Linked DNA regions of Pan troglodytes: region 2 is linked to region 1. The links are chromatin contacts, called in public HiChIP or PLAC-seq maps. All regions are on one chromosome and are shown on one strand. Each heading gives the region's core, a stretch centred on a gene start, on an enhancer-like site or on the middle of the called end of the contact. The rest is flanking DNA. Distances are from core to core; before and after follow the strand shown. Region 1 holds the start of B3GALT6 (beta-1,3-galactosyltransferase 6). Region 2 holds the start of HES4 (hes family bHLH transcription factor 4).

The links. HiChIP or PLAC-seq counts read pairs in DNA pulled down with a chosen protein or histone mark.
Region 2: a contact with region 1 is called in an H3K4me3 HiChIP or PLAC-seq map of stem cell-derived excitatory neurons, with 3 times the contacts expected there. The contact joins the promoter of HES4 here to the promoter of B3GALT6 in region 1. A contact is called at or near these places in 1 of 7 Hi-C or Micro-C datasets (stem cell-derived neural progenitor cells) and 1 of 1 datasets of contacts at active chromatin or transcription factors (stem cell-derived excitatory neurons).

Annotation. Positions count from the first base shown.
Region 1 is chr1:230,741,266-230,745,072 of NHGRI_mPanTro3-v2.0_pri, reverse strand. It overlaps B3GALT6 (beta-1,3-galactosyltransferase 6), which reads left to right and starts at 2,511. Exons shown (of 1, transcript XM_513707.6): 1 at 2,511-3,807. The coding sequence starts at 2,552. The coding sequence ends at 3,541. It overlaps SDF4 (stromal cell derived factor 4), which reads right to left and starts at 2,338. Exons shown (of 7, transcript XM_063787612.1): 1 at 2,165-2,338.
Region 2 is chr1:230,998,714-231,002,659 of NHGRI_mPanTro3-v2.0_pri, reverse strand. It overlaps HES4 (hes family bHLH transcription factor 4), which reads right to left and starts at 1,350. Exons shown (of 3, transcript XM_009454679.5): 1 at 368-1,350; 2 at 20-107. The coding sequence starts at 475.

The DNA of each region.
Region 1 (3,807 bases), core at 1,262-3,761:
CTTGAGATCTATGACCTTAGCTAAGTCATGTGGCCTCCCCGGCCTCAGCTTCTCACTAAGAAACAGGAGGCTCCCCCTCTCCCCCCGACTGACCAGGCTTTGCGAAGACAGCCAACCCTAAGTGCAGAGGGTGTCAGGGCCTGGTCCCAGCAAACACACAACCCCCACACACAGATGTGCACACACACATCCACACTCACGCATGCACATATTACACACATGTGCTCTTGCCCACACTCACGAGCGAACGCCAAGGCCGGGGAGCCCAGAAGTCTGTCCTGCCGTCCGAGGCGTGGCCAGTCCTGGTGGGAAGCAGGGGCTCACAGGGCCTCATGCCTCATGTATCCCAAAGGGAACTCGGGGTCCTTCCCACCCACGAGCCTACTCCTTTCACAGTCTGCCCCTCCGGCAAACACCTGCGGGTCCTTTCGGGTGCCGCGGAGGCCCCGCCATGTCACAGCTGTTCCCTGAACACACATGGACTGAGACTCCTGTTCTGTGGCCGTCTTATTCAGCTCCACTGTTCTGGCACCCGCCACTCTGCCTGCACACAGTAGGCGCTCAACGAATGCTACCCTGGGTAATATTAAACGAAAAAATGCTGCCTCCAGGTATCGAGAAACGCCAGTGGGGCCGCCATGAAAGTGGTCCTGAAGTCAGTGCAGTCTGCCACAAACCAAGAGGGGTACAAGCCTGAGTTCCCCCAAGGAAGGAAACCCCGGGTGAGGGGCTCATGTCTGATTTTTTTTTTTTTTTTTTCCGAGACAGAGTCTCACTCTGTCGCCCAGGCTGGAGTGCAGTGGTGCAGTCTCGGCTCACTGCAACCTCCACCTCCCAGGTTCAAGTGATTCTCCTGCCTCGGCCTCCCAGTTAGCTCGGATTACAGGCACCCACCTCCACTCTCCACTAATCTGTATTTTTAGTAGAGATGGGGTTTTGCCATGTTGGCCAGGCTGGTCTCTAACTCCTGACCTGAAGTGATCCTCCTGCCTCGGCCTCCCAAAGTGCTGGGACTATAGGCGTGAGCCATGCACCCGGCCTGATTTTCTGAACATGGCTGAGGGCTTTTCCCTTCCCTAGTGGTGGCATAATTCTATTCCTGTCGTCCCAGATCGCCTGACCAGGGGAGAGTCCTGGATAAGAACCAAGACACCTCCTCCTGGTGCTGACTCCACTAACTACAGTCGTAAAACACACGCTGTGTGCAAAGAGACTGTACTTTGTTCCTAGAGAAAACAAAGCTAGTTCTTGATTCTACATATCTTGATGAGTTACACGGTTTACTTGAGGCAGGAGGATCGTGAGACCAGCCTAGGCAACACAGTGAGACTGCGTCTCTTTAAAAAACAAAAACAAAAAGATAAGACCCTGTCTCGAAAAAGGAGGAATAGAAAGTAACCCAAAAGTAACTATAAATATCAGGAGTCCATCAAGTGGCGCTTCCTCTCCTGGCTTCGGAGTATCTATTCATCACGGTGTGCGAGGTTCGCAGCACAGCGGAGCGGGCCGGTCCCACCGGAATGGGGTTTCGACTTCGCCATCCCTAGAAGCTCAGTTCCCAGCAAGGAATCAACACACCCTTGCAAAACGGACGTGGGAAACAGCTTAGGCAGAGACGCTATTTCTTTGCCATCCCTGGGCTTCAGCTCTGGTGGAACGAGGCTATTTCTGGCAGTTAACAACACACACGGTTAGATTCTAAAAGCTCAACAGGGTTCATAACACCGCCTCTGAGCCAGACATCAAGGGCTCCACACAGCCGACTTCACATCTCCAAATCCTACTAACTGGGGATGAGGGTCCACGCGGTTCAGAAGCGGAAGCGCAGGCGCAGAGAAGCGGGGCAGCTTGTCCAAGGTCGCCTCGCCGATAAACGCGAGTCCAACCAGACCCCTTGGGCCTCCGTTTCGCGGTGGCATTCGTAGGTTTTGGCCAGTAGGAGACCAGACGTGCCGGCGGCCGGGGAGGCCAGCGTCGTCGGCCCGTCCCTGCCCCCGGGAGCCCCGGTGGCGGCGGAGTCTCGCCAGGGCTCAAGGCCGAGCGGACGGACGATGCCCCAGCCCAAGGCGGGAGGCGGCGGCGGCCTCCAGACCCGCCCTCGCCGTCCGGCCGGCGTACACTTGGCCCCGCGGCCTGCAGCGGCCGTCCCGGGCCCCTCACTCACCGGTCTGCCTCCCCGCGCTCGGGATCCGAGGACCGGAGCGAAGCGTCAGTGACGCCGCCAACGGGCCCGGATCAGGCCACTGCCATCTTTCTTGCGGGCGGGGGCGGTGCGAACGGGCGCGACCTCACGGAGGGGACGCCGGCGCCACCATCTCTCCTCCGGGCGGAAGCGGTCGCGGGGCCGCTCCGAGGTTGACCAATGACAAGGTTGCCCGAGGCCACGTGACGGCCGCCGATTGGCCGCCGGCCTCCGAGCGCCCCGGGGCTCGGCGTCTGCGGAAGGCCCCGGCGCGCTCCCAGGAGCGCCGTGCGCACGCGCACCGCCCCGAGCCGGCGGCGCCTGCGCAGTCGCGAGTCCGGCCTGGGCCGCCGGCCCGGCGCGGGCGCCATGAAGCTGCTGCGGCGGGCGTGGCGGCGGCGGGCGGCGCTAGGCCTGGGCGCGCTGGCGCTGTGCGGGGCGGCGCTGCTCTACCTGGCGCGCTGCGCGGCCGAGCCCGGGGACCCCAGGGCGATGTCGGGCCGCAGCCCGCCTCCCCCCGCGCCCGCGCGCGCCCCCGCCTTCCTGGCAGTGCTGGTGGCCAGCGCGCCCAGCGCCGCCGAGCGCCGCAGCGTGATCCGCAGCACGTGGCTTGCGCGGCGCGGGGCCCCGGGCGACGTGTGGGCGCGCTTTGCCGTGGGCACGGCCGGCCTGGGCGCCGAGGAGCGGCGCGCCCTGGAGCGGGAGCAGGCGCGGCACGGGGACCTGCTATTGCTGCCCGCGCTGCGCGACGCCTACGAAAACCTCACGGCCAAGGTGCTGGCCATGCTGGCCTGGCTGGACGAGCACGTGGCCTTCGAGTTCGTGCTCAAGGCGGACGACGACTCCTTCGCGCGGCTGGACGCGCTGCTGGCCGAGCTGCGCGCCCGCGACCCCGCGCGCCGCCGCCGCCTCTACTGGGGCTTCTTCTCGGGCCGCGGCCGCGTCAAGCCGGGGGGTCGCTGGCGCGAGGCCGCCTGGCAACTCTGCGACTACTACCTGCCCTACGCGCTGGGCGGCGGCTACGTGCTCTCGGCCGACCTGGTGCACTACCTGCGCCTCAGCCGCGACTACCTGCGCGCCTGGCACAGCGAGGACGTGTCTCTGGGCGCCTGGCTGGCGCCGGTGGACGTCCAGCGGGAGCACGACCCGCGCTTCGACACCGAATACCGGTCCCGCGGCTGCAGCAACCAGTACCTGGTGACGCACAAGCAGAGCCTGGAGGACATGCTGGAGAAGCACGCGACGCTGGCGCGCGAGGGCCGCCTGTGCAAGCGCGAGGTGCAGCTGCGCCTGTCCTACGTGTACGACTGGTCCGCGCCGCCCTCGCAGTGCTGCCAGAGAAGGGAGGGCATCCCCTGAGCCGCCGCGGCCCGGCCCTCCGGGACACCTGCTTCACCCGGCGGCGCCTTGGGGCAGGTGCCGAGCGGGCGCACTACGCCCGGGCCCCAAGGCCCCCGTCCCACAGCCACGCTCGTGGTCGCTGCGTCCCGGCCTGCGTTTGGGAGACCCCTGGGGGTTGCCCGGGCAGCGCGCCGTGTCCAGGTGGAGGTGCCCGTTCCTGGACCTCAGCGAGCCTGAGCCGGGCCCGGCCGCACGCTGACCCCCGTGCTGTCCCCGACCGGCTC
Region 2 (3,946 bases), core at 101-2,600, 260 kb before region 1:
GCCGCCGCCCGCGCCTCACCCGTCACCTGCACGCGACGCAGGCTCCGCAGGTGTCTCACGGTCATCTCCAGGATGTCCGCCTTCTCTAGCTTCGAGTGGCGGGAGCTCTGGGGGCGGGGATAGGCGGGAGGTCCAGGTCAGCTGCGACCCAGACTCCGGGTCTCGGGCCTTCGCCCCCGACTTACCTCTTTTCTGAGGGCGTCCAGGATGAGGGTTTTGAGCTGAGCGAGGCTCTCGTTAATGCGCGCTCGGCGCCGCTTCTCCATGACCGGCTTGGAGGACTGCGGGTCGGGCACCGGCTGAGTCCCGCGTTCCTCCGTCCCTCCCGCCCCCCGGTCGCCCCCCTCACGCCGGGCCGGGACCCCACCTTGCGGTGCTCGGCCGCGCTCCGGGGCTTGTCTGGGGTCCGGCTGGCGCTGGCCGGCGCTCCTGCCATCGGCGAGGCGCTCGGTTTCCCCGGCGTGTCTGCGGCCATGGTGCGCCCCGCGCCTCCCCGTGCCGGGTGGAGCGCGCCGCCACGGACCACGGGCGGGCTGGCGGGCGAGCGGCGAGCGCGCGAAGATCCGAGCCCCTAGGGCGGGTCCCGGCTCCAGGCCCGCGCGCGTCTCAGGCCGTTTCCCTATTTAAGGCCTCGCCGCCGCGGGGTGTGTGAACCCGGCTCCGCATTCTTTCCCACACTCGCTCCAGCCAATCGACGGCCGCGCTCCTCCCCCGCTCGCTGTCAGTCACGCCTCGGCTCCGGGCGCGGCCTCCGCGGGCGACAATGGCATGCGGGGCCCCCGCCCGCGCCCCCCTCCGACACCGCTGGGGACAGGGCCGGGTGATCCCGCGCTCCCAGATGCAGCCAGGGCCGAGCAACGCGCCGGGAGGGGCCGCTGGGGGCGAACGGGGACCGGGACCCCCGGGGCTGGGCGGAGTCTCGGGGCTCACTCTCCCGCCCAGGGGGCCGGGAGCCGGGGCTGGACGGAGCTGGGGCTGGCCGCGCGGGAAGTCGGGAAGGAAATTTCCCCAGTGGCGCAGGGTCCGGCGGCGCCGAGGGGTGGGCGAGCCTCGGTCTCGAGCCTCTTGGCTTCCTCCGCCCGCCCCCACTCCGGTCCCGGTTTGGGCCCTGCTCGGTCTCTGAGTTTGATCCGACACCGGCTCGGCCTCCGGGGGTCCCACCCTCAGGTGTGCGGCTTGGAGCACGGAGGGCTGCAGAAAGCCTTGGGAGCGACAGAGCCGGGGGAAGGTCGGCGGCCGGGTCGGCAGGCGGGAGGGCGGAGTCAGCGGACGGCGAAGGGGCGCACGGGTGACCCCGCAGAGCAGGGACGGTGATGGCGCGGGCCGGGCAGGACCACGAGGAGCAGAACGTGCGCGTGACGCGAGCGGGCTGGTGACGTCACCAGGCACCCGGGGCGATGACGCAAGCCTGCTGGGATGACGTCATGTGGCCCGTGTCGCCACGTGCTTCCAGGTGACCCGCTGGCGAACTCAGCAGCAGCAAAGTGGGGCTCACAGAAAAATGAGGGGCCACTGTTAATATAACTGCAAAGGGGCAGGTTGCGTAAAACAGGGCTGTGGTTATTTTCGTGTTTGCTGTTTTTATTTCGAATGCCGCTGCAGGGCACGTTGGTCCTTTCCGCACTCGGGGTCCCCGGCGGCCTCACGCGTCCGTGCAGCGGAGGCTTCCTGAGCCCCCTGGAGAGCCGGGCCTGGGCCCGGGTGTGGAGACCCTCCCGGGCTTTTAATCCGGGCAGGAGGCAGATGGCAGACTCAGCAGTCACGCCGTTGTAAGAGAACCGAATTAGGTGGGTGGCCTGGGTGGACAAAAGCCTTCTTTACGCCGGGTGGTCCCAAAGGCTTCTGCGGGGTGGGGGGTCCTCAGGGGGGAAGCCTCAAGGGAGGGCGTGGCATTCCCAGGGTGCGAAGGGGGCGCAGGGACGAGGGTAGTGGGGAGGGGGCGCTGGGCCAGCGAGAACCGGGAGCTTCTGGTCGGGGAGGGAGTCGGGGAACTTTTTGGGGAGCTTTTCTGAGCCAGGGAGTCGGCTGATTGGCAGGTTCGCCCCTGCCCGGGCACCTGGACCCAGGGTTTCTGTGCGGAAGCTTCCCCTCCCCTCGGACCCCACGTCTAATCTGGCCCCAAGCAAAGTCCTGCGGCCCACGCGGGAAGGCGCCTTCTTCGCGGCGCTGACCCCGGCCCTCCGCGGTGCCCCTGAGGCGCCCCCCACACCCCGCCGCTTGCACAGGGGCGCGCGCCTCTGGGGGGCTGCGAGGCCGGAGCGGGGGTGGCGCCCTCTCCGCCAAGAGCCTGTCCACGCCCCTCGCCGACTGGGGAAAGCCGCGGGGGCTGGGCGGGCGTCTCGGAGGTGGCCCCGCGAGCACTTAAGCCCCGGCTCTCCTGCCCCGACCTCTCTGCGCGCGCCTCGGCGCTGGAGAGGCTCGGACCGGCCCCGTAGCCCAGGAGGTGGTGTGGATGGTGTCCCCGTCCCGCGTCCCTCCCCGGCCTGAGCGCTGGGCCCGGGCGGGAAAGCCCGCGAGCGCCCCCAGTGGCCGCAGTCGCCGCCGCCTCCTGCTGGGGGTCATCCCAGGGGAGCTGCCGGCCTGAATCTCCCCAGCCCCTGGGCCCCGACTTGGGAAGGGATTTGGGGGGGCTCTGGGCCTCCCCCAGTCCCTAGACAGGCAGGGAGTTCAGGATGGAAGGAGGAGCCTGAGGATCGTTTTTATTTTTATTTTTTTTTGTAGAGACGGGGATCTCCCTATGTTGCCCAGGCTGGTCTCGAACTCCTGACCTGAGACGATGCTCCTGCCTCAGCCTCCCAACGTGCTGGGACTGCAGGCGTGAGCCTCCTCCCTGCCAAGCGTGGCTGGGACTGATCTTTCCCTCACTGGTTTTTAGATGGGCTCACTTCCCCTCCTTGTACCTGTTTTCTCATCTGTAAAGGGAGCTAACTTTTTTTTTTTTTTTTTTTTTTGAGGCAGTGTCTCGCTCTGTTGCCCAGGCTGGAGTGCAGTGGCACCAGAACCTTTGCCTCCCGGGTTCAAGCGATTCTCCTGCCTCAGCCTCCCAAGTAGCTGGGATTACAAGCATGTACCACCACGCCCGGCTAGTTTTTTGTATTTTTAGTAGAGATGGGGTTTCACTGTGTTGGCCAGGCTGGTCTTAATAGGAGATTCTACTTTTTTTTTCTTTCTTTGAGACGGAGTTTCACTCTTATCGCTCAGGCTGGAGTGCAGTGGCACGATCTGGGCTCACCACAACCTCTGCTTCCTGGATTCAAGCGATTCTCCTGCCTCAGCCTCTGGAGTAGCTGGGATTACAGGCGTGTGCCGCCACACCTGACTAATTTTTGTATTTTTAGTAGAGATGTGGTTTCTCCATGTTGGTCAGGCTGGTCTCAAACTCCCCACCTCAGGTGATCCACGCACCTCAGCCTCCCAAAGTGCTGGGATTACAGGTGTGAGCCACCGTGCCTGGCCAGGAGATTCTACTTTTAAAGCCACTGACGGCGTCCAACTCATAGTGAGCACCCACGCCCATCTGCCAGGGTTCCTGTCCCCAGGCAGCAGGAGGGGTCCTCGCTGAGCAGAGACAGGAGGGGCCACCAGCACTTGCCTCTGCTCTTCTGGAGAGGAAGAGACCCCCCCCCCCGCCCCCCGCCAGGGAGCCCACTCCAGGGTCTCCGGGGACTGTGTTCCTCCCACGTTCTTTGCCACAGGACAGCTCCCATCTGTGTGTCTGTCTCTCTGGGTCTGTGCCCTTGGCCTCTGATGGTCCCCTCCCTGCCTCTCGAATCTGGCCTTGATTTGTGGTAGGGGCCTCAGGGTTCCTGAGGGCCTTGGGGTTCCCTTGCTCTGAGTTTGGGCTGGATCCTGGGCTGCAGCCCGGGATGGTGCCGACACCTGGGTTGGGGGCAGGTTGCGTTTTTCAGAGACGGCCGTGATAGTATCTCCCATCCCCATATCTTGA